3 separate regions of the Gossypium hirsutum genome follow, and all the other regions are linked to region 3. Evidence: chromatin contacts called from public Hi-C data. All regions are on one chromosome and are shown on one strand. The core of a region is the stretch at or near the end of the contact, and the rest is flanking DNA. Distances in the headings are between cores, read along the strand shown. Region 1 holds the start of LOC107916327 (U-box domain-containing protein 5). Region 2 holds the start of LOC121222397 (protein RADIALIS-like 3). Region 3 holds the start of LOC107914294 (U1 small nuclear ribonucleoprotein 70 kDa).

Region 1 (4,416 bases), core at 571-3,070, 210 kb before region 3:
GCGTAACTGGAACCATACTCTGAATTTGGCATAAACCTTGTTCCAACAAATTCTTTATTTTTTGAAATCTTGCAACCATGGAATCAGTGGTTATAGCCTGAAAAGTAAATCAAATGAGTGAGACAAAATAGATGAAAAGGAAAAAAAGGATCATAAACACACAATCATTGCAATAATCACAAAAATATGTGATTAATTACAAAAAAAAAAGGGGCACCAGATAAAGTTTGCTGGATTCACTGCAGTACTGAAGAAGTAACTTTGCTCTCTCAATTGCACTGTTCAATGAGCAGAGTGCCTTTATTCCCAAGGAGCATCTTGGTCGAGCAGCTTCAATTTCTGGAAATATATTCATAATCCTTTCAACAAACTTCGTAAGTTCTGTGCACATCAAGCAATGCACCTACAATCATTCAGCGGTGCCGCAGTAGTAAGCATATCAGACACCTTAAAGCAGTGAATGTTATGATCCTTTATATGAAAACTGATCGACAAAATTTACCATTTTACCTGAAAGGAACAAGGATACGATGGAGCCTCCACTGCTTCAGTCCCCATTCAACAGATGGTAACCTGATTAAAGAAACAGAAATTAAGTCAAGCAGGTCAATTAAGATAAAGAAACAGCAAAACAGCACGGGTTTACGTAGAAACTTATCACAATGATATAAATGGTTAGAAACGATTTACCAGAGGTCAATTAAGATAAAAAAGAACAATTAAGGGATGAAAAGGGTTTTTTTTTATAGTGGCATCACCGTGAAACTTGCAGTCCAAGACGAAAGATATGCAAAACATATCGACCAGACTTTTCTATGTACCCCACCCACCACCAAAAAGAAAAAGATTATGCATAATTAGACTTAATTTTAAGTATGCTTTTGAATTTTCTTTCATAAAGATGTAGGATTTTTTTTTGTTCTTTTTTATATTAATTTTGAACTTGATCATGATACGGGAAGTGGGAAACCAGGTTAGGAGGGAAGGGGAAGAGAAAACTCACCTTAGTGCAAGTGGAAGCCAGAGCAATGATAAAGAGATGTTGCTTGTTTTTCCTGTATGTGTATTTGTGAAGCTATAGACCAACACCAAATATAGAGAACTTGAACCACCGGTGCCAAAGGCTAGGTTTTTGTAAAGCAAAATAACCACAACCAAATACTTGGCGACTCAGATAAGTAAGCACTTTAGAGAATATATCATTTAGCCACCAGGAAAAAAAAAGGGGAAGAAGAAGAAGAAGAAGAAGAAGAAGAAGAAAACAGAGACTCTCACTAGCAGAAAGTGTGTAGAATTCAAGGCATCAAAAGTAGTTGTCTTGCAGCTCTTCCATAGATAAGCAAGGTGAAAAGGAAACAATAGTTCAGAAGAAGCTTTAAAGATGACCAAATGGATTGCATGATCTTCTTGATCACCAAAAAAGAAAAAGAAGCCACTTTTTTTTGCTCTTGATGACAACCCCAACACTCAAAAAACCATGTTTACCACCATGGATGAAAACAGTGGTTAAAAAAAAAAAGAGTAAGAGATTCCAAAAAATGAAAACAGAAAATTCCTCCAATAAACAAGCAAGAGAAATGAGTGACAATTAGAACTTGTAGGGAACTAAGAAAACCAAAAACCAGAGATGGAAAATAAGAAAATCTTTACATCAGGAAAGCAAAAGTTGCCAATAAAGAAGCTGTTGATTTCGTTTCCTTTGGATAATGAAAGTCTTTGCGAATAAGAAATGGTTAGAGACGAAAAAAAAGGAAAGTTTCTTCTTTTTATTTTAGATTTCAAAAAAAAAAAAAAAGTATCAGGTTGTTCTTGGTCGGCTTTAAGCCAATGACATGTTAAGACAGTGATGCTCTCTAAGTCTACTCGGATTGTCTCACACGTCTGTGATGTCTGTGATGATCATGATTGGATGATTGATTATTGTGCTAATCCGACAGTCTTGATTTGACCAAGAGTAGCCACTGAGAGAAACCCCAACACGTTTTATTATCCAATTAATTCAAAAAAATTAGATTCCAAGTATGATATTATTGAATTGAAAACAAAAGAGTAGGTACTAAGATTTTAGTTTAATAATAAGGACTTAATTAAACTCAAAAAAATTAATTTGATCATATAAGTAAATCATCCCGCAACGCGGGATCATTTTCCTAATACCCCAACTTAACTACCTTAACGCAGAATCCAAAAATTAAAATAAGATTACATCAACCTAATTAATTAATTTCACTTATCAATTATTTAAAATATAATAATTTTATCTTATCCCCTTTTCCCAAATTTGTTGCCTTCTTATTTTAAACTATATTTTATTTCAATTAATGTTTTTAGAATATGATCTAATTAAATTTCACTTTGAATTCTTGATTTTTAATTAAAATTTACCAATTAATATTAATTTTCATGATTTGAAAATAAAATTTGACAAGAATACTTAACTTTAGTAATTAACAATAAATTAATTTATAAAATATTAAAAGAATTTTTATTTAATAAAAGAAAGATTTGAAAAATAAAAAATATTAAGTTTATTTTATTAGTAAAAGTTTTTATCAATTGTTGATACTATTTTAATTTATTATTTTAATATTTATTTTTGTCAAACGAAATTCAAGATAAAACGAAAACTAAAAGTAGTAAAATTCAAGATAAAATTAAAATATAATCACAAATTTATCTTTAGCTTAAAAGCATAATGATAAATATTAATAAAAATAAAGTACAGTGACAAATTTATATATCAACCCTTTTATTTAGTATAATAAAACAATAAATAATTCAATCAACAATTACATAACAATAAAATTTATGATTTATAATTCGGTTGTTCTTTATTTTATTTTATAATCTTAAAAGGTGAAAAATATAAAAACTAAAAAATTATTGAACCAAATCGAATAAATTCATTAATTTAGTTATTGATATATAAAATTTGAATGAAAGTTTGAGTCTCGTCAAGCATAAATAATTTCCTTAATTTATTATGAATTTATATTTTATTATACATGAGTTCTACTTTAATAATAAATTATATTAAATTGATTTTAATTATAATCTGTATTATTGCAGTACCTAGTTTTAAGAAAATTCAAAGAATGAGGTTAAGGGGTAGATTGTATAGATGCACAAATATAAACTCTAAATTGATATATTAATGATTAATGAGTGGTGTTATACTAGAATATACCCTTGCATAATCAAATCATACTTTTTTTTTATTTTTATGAAACTAATATTATATTTTTTATTAATGTGTGAGACTTTAATTTTTAAAATTATAACAAAACATGTGAAATATGAGATGCAAAAATTTAAAATAATTAAAATATTTGTTAACATCAAAAGTAAAATATACACAACAAAACTCTAATATGTATTAAATTTTATATTTTAACAAAACAAAAAAAGAATTATTTTTGGCTAAAATATCAAATAAACCCTCTTAAAATAATTTTAAAAAATCAATTAAATCCCTTATCGAAAAATGCATTCAATTGATCCATTTGAATAATGATTTGTACTCGATTAAGCCTATTAAATTCATTTTCCCCGTTGAAGCCCTGACAGGTCGTTAAGTGCTAACGTGGCAACTAACATGATTATTGACATGGAAAATGATGATGTGGTAACTAACATGGCAAGTTGACGTGGACAAGTGACAACATGGAAGACTTATTGATTTTTTTATTTTACAAGGATTTAATTATTTTTTTATTTTTTACGAGGGTTTAATTGATTATTTAAGTACAAAAATTTACCAGAATTCTAAAATTTCAAATTTTAAAAAAATATAAATCATAAAAAAATTATTATAAAAATTATACAAAAATTTAAAAGTTATAAGTTTTTTAAGAAAATATAAAAAATTATTAAAATTGTTAAAATATTATAAAAATTAAAAATTACTAGACATTTTGTTTTTTGTCATACACATTAATCCATCCTTATCAACTTTCCTCACATCATCCTTCTTCAACTAAAACATTATCCATCACTAGAGATGTTCATGGATTGGGCTGAGCTTAGGCCTGGTTTAGAAAAAATTTCAGACCGAGCCTAACTAGGCTTGGCTTGCCGAAATAATTCCTTTCACTATATTAAAAAATATTTTTTTTCATTTAAATTTAATTATAAAAGTACATTATAATAATATAAAATTATTACATGTTTTTTTTTTTGCAGAGTAAATTGAATCGGCCGACGAACACCTCTACCCATCACTCACCTTATGTCATTAAGCACGAAACTCATCGTTGCTCAAACTAGTCACTCCACACTCACACAAGTCCAACCATCTTCACACTTCAATCTCCTAATTTTCTTATTATCAAAACCAAAGACGCCAATCAATAGAATAACAAAATTTTTTTATACGTTTTTAATACTTTTAATAAATTTTTAAGAAATTTTTTTATT
Region 2 (4,495 bases), core at 1,159-3,658, 150 kb before region 3:
TGGTCAAAACTATGTACACCACTTAAATGGGTCAACTAACATTAATATTGCTATTACCTTCGAGATATTTGATTCATGGGTGAATTTCAAATTTTCACTATACCTCAAAATTATATAACCATAAGATTATAGATCATACCCAAGCTATATATATATAAATACCATGTGCACCAATATGATCTCGATTTTCAAATATTTAATTATCAAGTTCACATTTTTACTAGAAGATTTCATACTAAAATAGTGATTTTGTGATCTTAGCTAATGTTTTCCACTATTCTACCTTGACTAGAAATAACCATGCATATTACATACGACTTATTTCATTTCTAGTCAAAACCACTTTTAGTCCAATTTTTGTGACGTAGACTAAAATATGTGCAATCATATAGAAAACTCATTTGTCTTATGATTATTTTTGTTTTTTTAGAATAATGGTTATTTTTTAAAACCAACCAAGATTATTCATATTATATGATAGATCTACAAATTTTCATTTATAGCAATGAATACACTTAACATAATGTCTCATCAATAACATCCAAATGCTGGTTACTTATATCATAATTTGAATAAACAAATAATTTCATATATCAAATTAAATATATATCATGAAAAAGAAAGAATAATTTTATACTAAAAAGTCTCACTCACAAATTGAATAGAATTAATTAAATTTCAATTATCCAAACTTATTGTCTATTTTTTTTTGACAAATAACTTATTGTCTATTTATAATGCACTAATAGGTGCCTAAGTGACTCTTTAAAACAACATCACTTATCAAGTTGTACTTTTTGGATTCAAGAAACCATTCCAATCCAATCTTTTAAAAGTATATATTGGATCTAGTGAAAAACTTTTTGATTTGAGAAGACTCACCCGAATAGTCATAATACTTCTACTAGATAGAAGCCTGTTTAACTAATGTTTAAACAATGACATCACCGTTCAAAAAGTACTACTTTTTCCAATAATAGAGTCTTTCTCAATCGTGCATTTGCATTTTATCCATATTTTTTTCCTTCTTGTATGGTATATAATATATATTACATAATTTTATACCAATAATAATTATGCATGTTAAAATATCATGCATATGATAAATTAAGATTCGATTTTTATCAAATAAATAATCATGAGACAACCATACTTTTGCATAATATAATTAATATCAATATAACTTAACCATTAAAATATAATTCATGCAACGCTAGTAAAATAATAAATTTAACATATCTTTTCTCATAATAAAGATATCTTCTAAATCAAAATTTAATAAGATCATTGACCTCGATCCAACCACATTTGTTGATAGCCATATCATAATATCATACTTATAGAGGCATGTGAATGCGCGGTGAAAAGACACTCCTTTTTTAATTTCTCATAAAATTGCAAAAATAGAACCTTACAATTGTTGGTGCATATATAGGGATAAAAATACACTTATAAGAAATTAATCAAAGGCTTCAAAACGTGTAACTATGCTACTATTTTTAAGGTTCTATTCACCCAACCTATATTTTGGTGTACAAAAGAGTTACTAACAAATAAATCTCGAAGATACAATGAAACCCAATGACTATATACGTTTTACACTAACAAAAATAGTCTATTAAATATTAACCGGAGCATGACATTAATATCAAATTTTATAAAGAATTTTAGAATAATCTTTGGAGAATGGAGAAACTTTTCCTAAGCTTTTTGGTGTACAAAATAAACGAAAATTGAAAATATAACTATCCAATAATGCTTATTAGATTAACTACATCTATTAAAAATTAACTAGATTAATTACATCTATTAAAAATTAACACAACTTTCAATAAATATATATTTAAATAATTATAAATTTTTCATTTTTCATTTGCATTTGCATTTATTACAATACGAGTGACGGAGGGAAGCAAGAAAAGAAAGAGGTCAGTTGTAAAGAAGTGAGACCGATTGCCACTTATCCGAAGGTCAACTGCGTATTAGCTATCTTTACTGGGAAATGGTGGGATAACGAAACTACCCCTATACAGCCTTAGCACAGCAAATAATTCAACAGCTATATCACCATCTTAACATTTTCCTTTATTGGATGAATATGTTGTCTGCATTATTTCTTAGGTGGATTAGTCTAGACACTCGTGGAACAATGCCAATGGGTTGTAAGTTCCTGAAAACTGGGTAGAACCATTAGCAAAGGGTAACCAAGAGTGGAATATTTCTTCACATGCTTGTGAAACAAGAATAGGATAAATAAAAAACAAAACTATGATAAAGTAATTATTGTACTTGCCAAGGAAAACCTTTCACTTTCGTACCAAAGAAAATGGATTAAATTATCCTCAGCTAATTAAGGAGTAGTTAGTTTAACAGATGCATCATTAAGAACACAATACTGGATGAGTTTGCTCCAGCTTATAGTATCTACATCTCTTATATTTCTTTTCACTGACAATAACTAAGAAAGCAAATTCCACTTGCCACTGACCTCATCAAGGAATAACGTACGGTTTGATTTAAAAAAAAAAAAAGCAAGAGATTGCCCTTTGAGATTTATTCTTTTCTTCTTGTTCCTTGTGCTGCTCCGTCTTGTGGTTCACATGGGGACGGGTCACACTATAATCTGTCCTTTTGGAGGATATATTCGCCCAACTGTCTCAACCTCACCTCACTTTTCCTCCTGCTTATAAGGAGCTCCTTTCATAGTATCCCTCCCATACCACTCCCTTAACTTCAAATAAAATCTTCTTTTAAGAGTCCCTTCCATCACCTTGCTTTCACATTCAGGCACCTGCATACTTCTTTTACTTTTTCAGCCCTATAATTCTCTTACTTAAGATTTTCACCAATGGCATCTAATTCTCTCACTTCCTCACGTACCTCTGGCTCCTCCTGGACGGCAAAGCAAAACAAACTGTTCGAGAAGGCTCTGGCTAAATATGACAAAGACACTCCTGACCGCTGGCATAACATTGCCAAGGCTGTGGGTGGAAAGTCAGTTGAGGAAGTCAAGCTGCACTATGAGATCCTAGTCAGGGATCTCAAAGACATTGAGTCTGGCCGCTACCCTTATCCATATCCAACCAACTAAAGCGCTGTGAGTTTACTACTTACTATTCACTACCTATCCACAATCACTATAGATAACCAAGAAGTGAAGGCCACTTTCATATGCATGAATCACATTCCTAAAAATGCAGCTGTCAAGCTTTTTTGTTGATGTAGTTGTGGATTTAAAGAAAACGTGGTTCTTAGATTTATCATACATGCGCATATCCATGACGTCCTTGTCCTTCCAGCTCCACACACCCACAACCCCAAAGTCCTTAAGCATTGAAAACTCTGAAGTACCCAAGTGGGTCCATAAAAGAAAATCCAGAAAAGTAGGGAATCTTCATGTGGCCCCCCCCCCCCGCCATTTCTTTCTGTGGTCTATCACTTAATTTCTGTGGTCTTTTACATTTAATGTTCTTATAGACCTAACTCCTTACAATTACTTAATCCTAATCTCAAATCTTTCGACTCTTTTTGTCTTTTTGGATTTTGGATAACATGCCGATGGTACTTTTGTCATTTCCAACATATTTTATCTTAATTATCTGCATTTGTTTTTTTCACAGGAGCAAATCAATAAATTCCGTTTCTAGAGACTAACTTGTCCTTCTCGTCTTTCAGGTTAGCTGAAGAATCAAAGACTATGAATATATATATGCATCTAGAGACCTCAGTTGCTGAGAGACTAGCCTAGTTCCCCACCTAAAACAATCCATACAAAACTAATTATCCCATTGGTGTAATACTAAATGCTGTTACTACTATTTACCTTTTTTTTTTCTTGGTTATTATCATCTATTTGTATTTTCCTTTGGCCTTTATCTAACTAAAGTAAATGCTATATTTTGGTAACAGATTTCAAATTTCATTTGCTATATAACTTCTTTGGTTCAAAGGACAGCTTCTGGTTACGAGTTAGAAAAATAAGCAGGAAATAATCGAAAGACTAATTACAAAATTACAAAGAAATCTGGTTTGGTCATCATTGAAGAGAGACGAACCTGATGAGTTTCTAGAAAAAGAAAATCCAATCAAGAACCCCGTACATCTTGAACATCAACTTGATAAAGTACCACAACTAAATGCTTACTTCAAACGATATAACAACAATTTTAAAGTATTTGCATATTAGAAATATAGCCCTGCCTTCTCTTATTAATCATATTATATTATATTTAAGGATTTATTTACTATTTGGTCTTTGAATTATACTCATTTTTCTATATTGGTATCTAAATTTTTTTGTTCTATTTTAAGTACCTGAACTATAGTTTCATTACACTTTTTGACCCTTACCTTTAACGGTGTTAAGAAAAAAAAAAGTAACAAATCAGAACATGTCAGGTGTACTCGTTGACTTATAATTTGGTTTTTGATGAACATTTAATTAATACAATAAAATGCATTAATACACAAAATAATATATGCAAATATAATAATA
Region 3 (4,015 bases), core at 1,165-3,664:
CTTTTGTAGGAATTTCCTTACATGTTCGTCCCATATCGTGATTGATCCTAGTGTCTACGAATCTAGCTAAGAAAATGTGTTATCGGTCAATAAAAAGGGAAACAACCGAAGAAGAATAACATCATCAGTGACCCCATTATATCTGAATGTATCATAAAGCTAGGGGAACCGTTTTAGATGCTGACTCGAATCTTCTATCATTGTTCCTCGAAACTGCAAATTATTCTGGATCATAACTGGCTTAATCTTGAAATTATTGGTCGTGATAGCTGACCTTGTTATACTCTTTTGAACCATATCCAAATTCGGTAGCACATATTCCCTTAGAGTCCTCTTGTTATGCGTCATGTTTATATTTGAAGGTAGTTGTGGTGGTGGTGGTGGATCTTCTAGATTGTTATTGTTAACCTTGTCGAATAGTGAATTCCTACGTGGTGGTAAATTACCTTCAGCAGGTAGTGGATTTTGTATTGGCTGTTATTGTTGTTGTCGACGATTCCTTCGGATTATTCTTTCTGGATATATGACTGGCTCTATAGGTGTTCCCCTACTACAGTCATACACTAAACCCAAAAAGACAATATTAGTAGAAAATAAGAAAATAAAATCATAGTTATAACCTAAAAATTTCTTAATTATTCTATTAATATGAAAAAATTAAAATCAATATAGTGACATTGCCTCCCTAGCAACGGCGCCAACAAATTGACCACCTCCGAACGTACCAACGTCCAAGCTTCTTGCACAAAAGATATAAAAGACGGTATCCACAAGTATACGAGTCAGGTTGTAATATAGTTATAACAGAACAGGTGAGTATTCTAAGGATTATACCCAATGGAGGCGAGCACTAAACTAATTCTAATCTAAACATAAATAGATCTAATTAGTACTTTAATTGGATTATATTACGATAAATAAAAAGAAGGTTTTGGTGATCTATACTAATAACAATAATAAAAGAAAGCAAATAAATAAATAAAACACAAGAGATCAAAGAGCAAAATATATCAAATATGGTTATGGGTTATTAGCTCGTTTCTGTAATTATAACCAACTATCGCTTTCGAGTTTTCTTGTTCAATCAATTAGTCAATACCCCAGCAGGATCTTCCGATCTTCTACTGACATATTGAGTTGGCAAGAACTACTTATCTCTTGACCTCAAAGTCCAAACCGGTTCAAGGTTAAAGTGTTCATGGTAAGCTATACCAAATTTTAGTTAATTCCTACCTTAATGACTTCCTATGGTTGCCAAGCCTAGGGTTTAGTTTCTTCCTCTCCTGAACAGTTGATCCACTTAGAAACCCCTAAAAACAGTTAATTAATCATACCTCCACTCGCTAATTCCCACAGGAGGATTAGCTCCTCATGGATCTAATAAACAATATAAACTTGATAGAATGAATAAACATAAAGAACAATTCAAGCGAAAACTAGTTTAATCTGCCGCACCGAATTACAACAGATCAGTAGTCTCTCGAATCGTACCGGCTCGCAAACCAAGGTGTGACAAAATTACTCACTGAGATAGGTTCCATAAGCGTAAAGAAATCGAATTACATAAATATATCATTTGTGTTATTTGCTTTTTTGTTTGCACAATTTTCGCAGCGCCGAACTGTAATAATCATTATAGTCTAGTACTTCCGCTGCAGTTTTCATCTTAAGCAAACAAACAACTTAAGGTAGCAACAAAAATCATTTCTTTAAATATGTAAAATTGAATCAAAATTAAAGCTTTATATATACATAAATTCAAGTTTCATGTGTATAATTGCACCAAATCGAAATTCATGTATCAAATTACAAATTAGACCAAAGTTCATATATACATATTTAATATTTATCCCTTGTATTAAGCATGATAAAGTAAGTCTTTATGTAGAACAAAAAAAATAGAGTAGGTCATATAGAATTTTAGGTAAAAATATGCTTTAAGTTCCTACACTCTTCATAATTTGTAATCCAATTCCCTAGTTTTATTTACAAGAATTTATATTTATACTTTTCAAATTTCAAAATTCAAGTTTAATTATTAGCGTTGTTAATAGTTTTTTTAATTAAATTCGTTAGTGTGACATTTTGAAACTAAAAAAATTACTTATTTAGTAGTTATGTAATAAAAAATACATTTTATGATGATGAATAATTTTAATTGTATTAATAATTTTAATTTTAAAAAATAAAAGTATTAAAATCCTTGCAATTCAGAAATAAGGAAACTAAATAGTAACAAGAATTCAACTATTAGATAATTAATCTAAGTATCTAAAACTAATATAAATAACTTAATTTAAAATTTAAAAAAGTTACCACCTTACCGTCATTAAGCTGACCCGACCCGACCCGACCCGACCCGACCCTATGTAAGAGCTATTTAATAGATGTTTCTTTACCATTTTCTTTCATAATTAATCCCTCGATTTGTTTGGGAAAAGAAAAAAGACCCTAGCTAAGCCTCCTGTGATCCTTCTTCAACATGGGAGATTACAACGATGCCTTCATGCGCAACCAAAACGCCGCCGCCGCCGTTCAGGCTCGCGTTAAACCCCCTCAGAATCGCGCCAATATTCAGCAGCTCAAGCTGGTTCGTTGTTTTAGGGTTCTTTTTTGGTTTGAAGAGTGTGATAAGATTACTTTTAATGTCGACTCGTTAGATTAAGATTATTGTATATTCTTATTTTCTGTTCACTACTTTCTATTTTCAAAGCTTTTGGTGAATTTAGTTTTCTTTTTTTGTTCTTCTAAATGAAGATTTGCTGGGATTTTTGGAAAATTAGATGCGACTAAAAAAATATATGGTGATTTTGATTTGTTTTTGGGTAAAAGATGGTAAAATACAAATTTGTTTACTTTGCAGATTGGCCAAAGCCATCCTACTGGTTTAACAGCTAACCTTTTGAAGCTCTTTGAACCACGACCTCCGTTGGAGTTTAAACCGCCTCCTGAGAAGAGAAAATGTCCTCCGTATACAGGTCTTTTTCGTGCATTTGGAGTTTTAATTTAAATTTGACATTTACTGACTTGTTTTGCTTCGTTTGTCTTTGTTAGGAATGGCACAATTTGTGAGTCACTTTGCTGAGCCAGGAGATCCTGAGTATTCCCCGCCTGTTCAGGAAGCAGAAACACCTGTAGGATACTTGTTCTTAAGGAGAAGTTGCTGTGTTTTTGTTTCTGTGAAATGCTTTGCATGATTAATTTGTTTTGATGGTGTTATGTTTTCTTTTGTGCTTTTATCAAATTTGGAATTATTTTTGTGTAGTATGATGTCATTGAGATTTGAGATGTTTATGGCACGGCCCCTATACTGAGATCACTCAGTTAATTTTCTCCTGTTTGCAACTAAACCGCCCATATGGTGAGAACACTGTAGTTATGTTTCTCATGTTTTTGTGTGTTCCATGCGTTGTTTAAACGATGACCTTAGTTGGGCTGTGCACTATTCAGTGAAAACGGAATTAGCTTACCTACACCTAAACCAATTTAGTTATTCAGTTGGTTATCAGTAATGATTTTAAGATGTTTTTGGTTATTGATTAATTCAATATGTCGTTGAACAATAACTGAATTACTCAAATTACCCAAAATATATGACATTATATTTTAATCTTTGTCAGATGTTCACTTATTTTTGGCATTTTAAGTTTTTTTTTTTTTGGATGATTATACTTATTTGAATTATGAAAAATTAGGATTTTAAGGTGCATTACTTAACTGGCCGAGTTATGAAATATTTTGGCTGGTCAAAGTCTATTTTCTTAATAATTTGGTTTGGTTAACTGAAATAAAAAAAAAATGTAAATTTAGTTGATCTAATTCGGTTATAGTTTACACAAATTAACCTAATGAACATCCCTAGACTTTGTACACTATAAGCTGGTAAAATTTTGGTGACTGTGTTGTGAAAAGAAAATGCGCACTATGTTATGGCTTTGGTGTTATATGTTAATTTGGCCACCTACTTTACTTTTACGGAAGGAAAAGGTTAACTTATATGTACCCTTTTGTTTTT

What was found. Hi-C and Micro-C count contacts between places; a contact is called where the count stands out from the background.
Region 1: a Hi-C map of leaf shows a contact between it and region 3, with 2.3 times the contacts expected there. The contact joins the promoter of LOC107916327 here to the promoter of LOC107914294 in region 3. A contact is called at or near these places in 12 of 34 Hi-C or Micro-C datasets (fibers, hypocotyl, leaf and 1 more).
Region 2: a contact with region 3 is called in a Hi-C map of leaf, with 1.5 times the contacts expected there. The contact joins the promoter of LOC121222397 here to the promoter of LOC107914294 in region 3. A contact is called at or near these places in 4 of 34 Hi-C or Micro-C datasets (leaf and petal).

The regions. Positions count from the first base shown.
Region 1 is chrD10:12,294,490-12,298,905 of Gossypium_hirsutum_v2.1, forward strand. It overlaps LOC107916327 (U-box domain-containing protein 5), which reads right to left and starts at 1,821. Exons shown (of 6, transcript XM_016845573.2): 1 at 1,004-1,821; 2 at 511-573; 3 at 218-403; 4 at 1-97. The coding sequence starts at 558.
Region 2 is chrD10:12,354,467-12,358,961 of Gossypium_hirsutum_v2.1, forward strand. LOC121222397 (protein RADIALIS-like 3) reads left to right here and starts at 2,409. Exons shown (of 2, transcript XM_041103127.1): 1 at 2,409-3,097; 2 at 3,676-3,906. The coding sequence starts at 2,849. The coding sequence ends at 3,091.
Region 3 is chrD10:12,502,329-12,506,343 of Gossypium_hirsutum_v2.1, forward strand. LOC107914294 (U1 small nuclear ribonucleoprotein 70 kDa) reads left to right here and starts at 2,415. Exons shown (of 10, transcript XM_016843164.2): 1 at 2,415-2,590; 2 at 2,864-2,978; 3 at 3,055-3,134. The coding sequence starts at 2,483.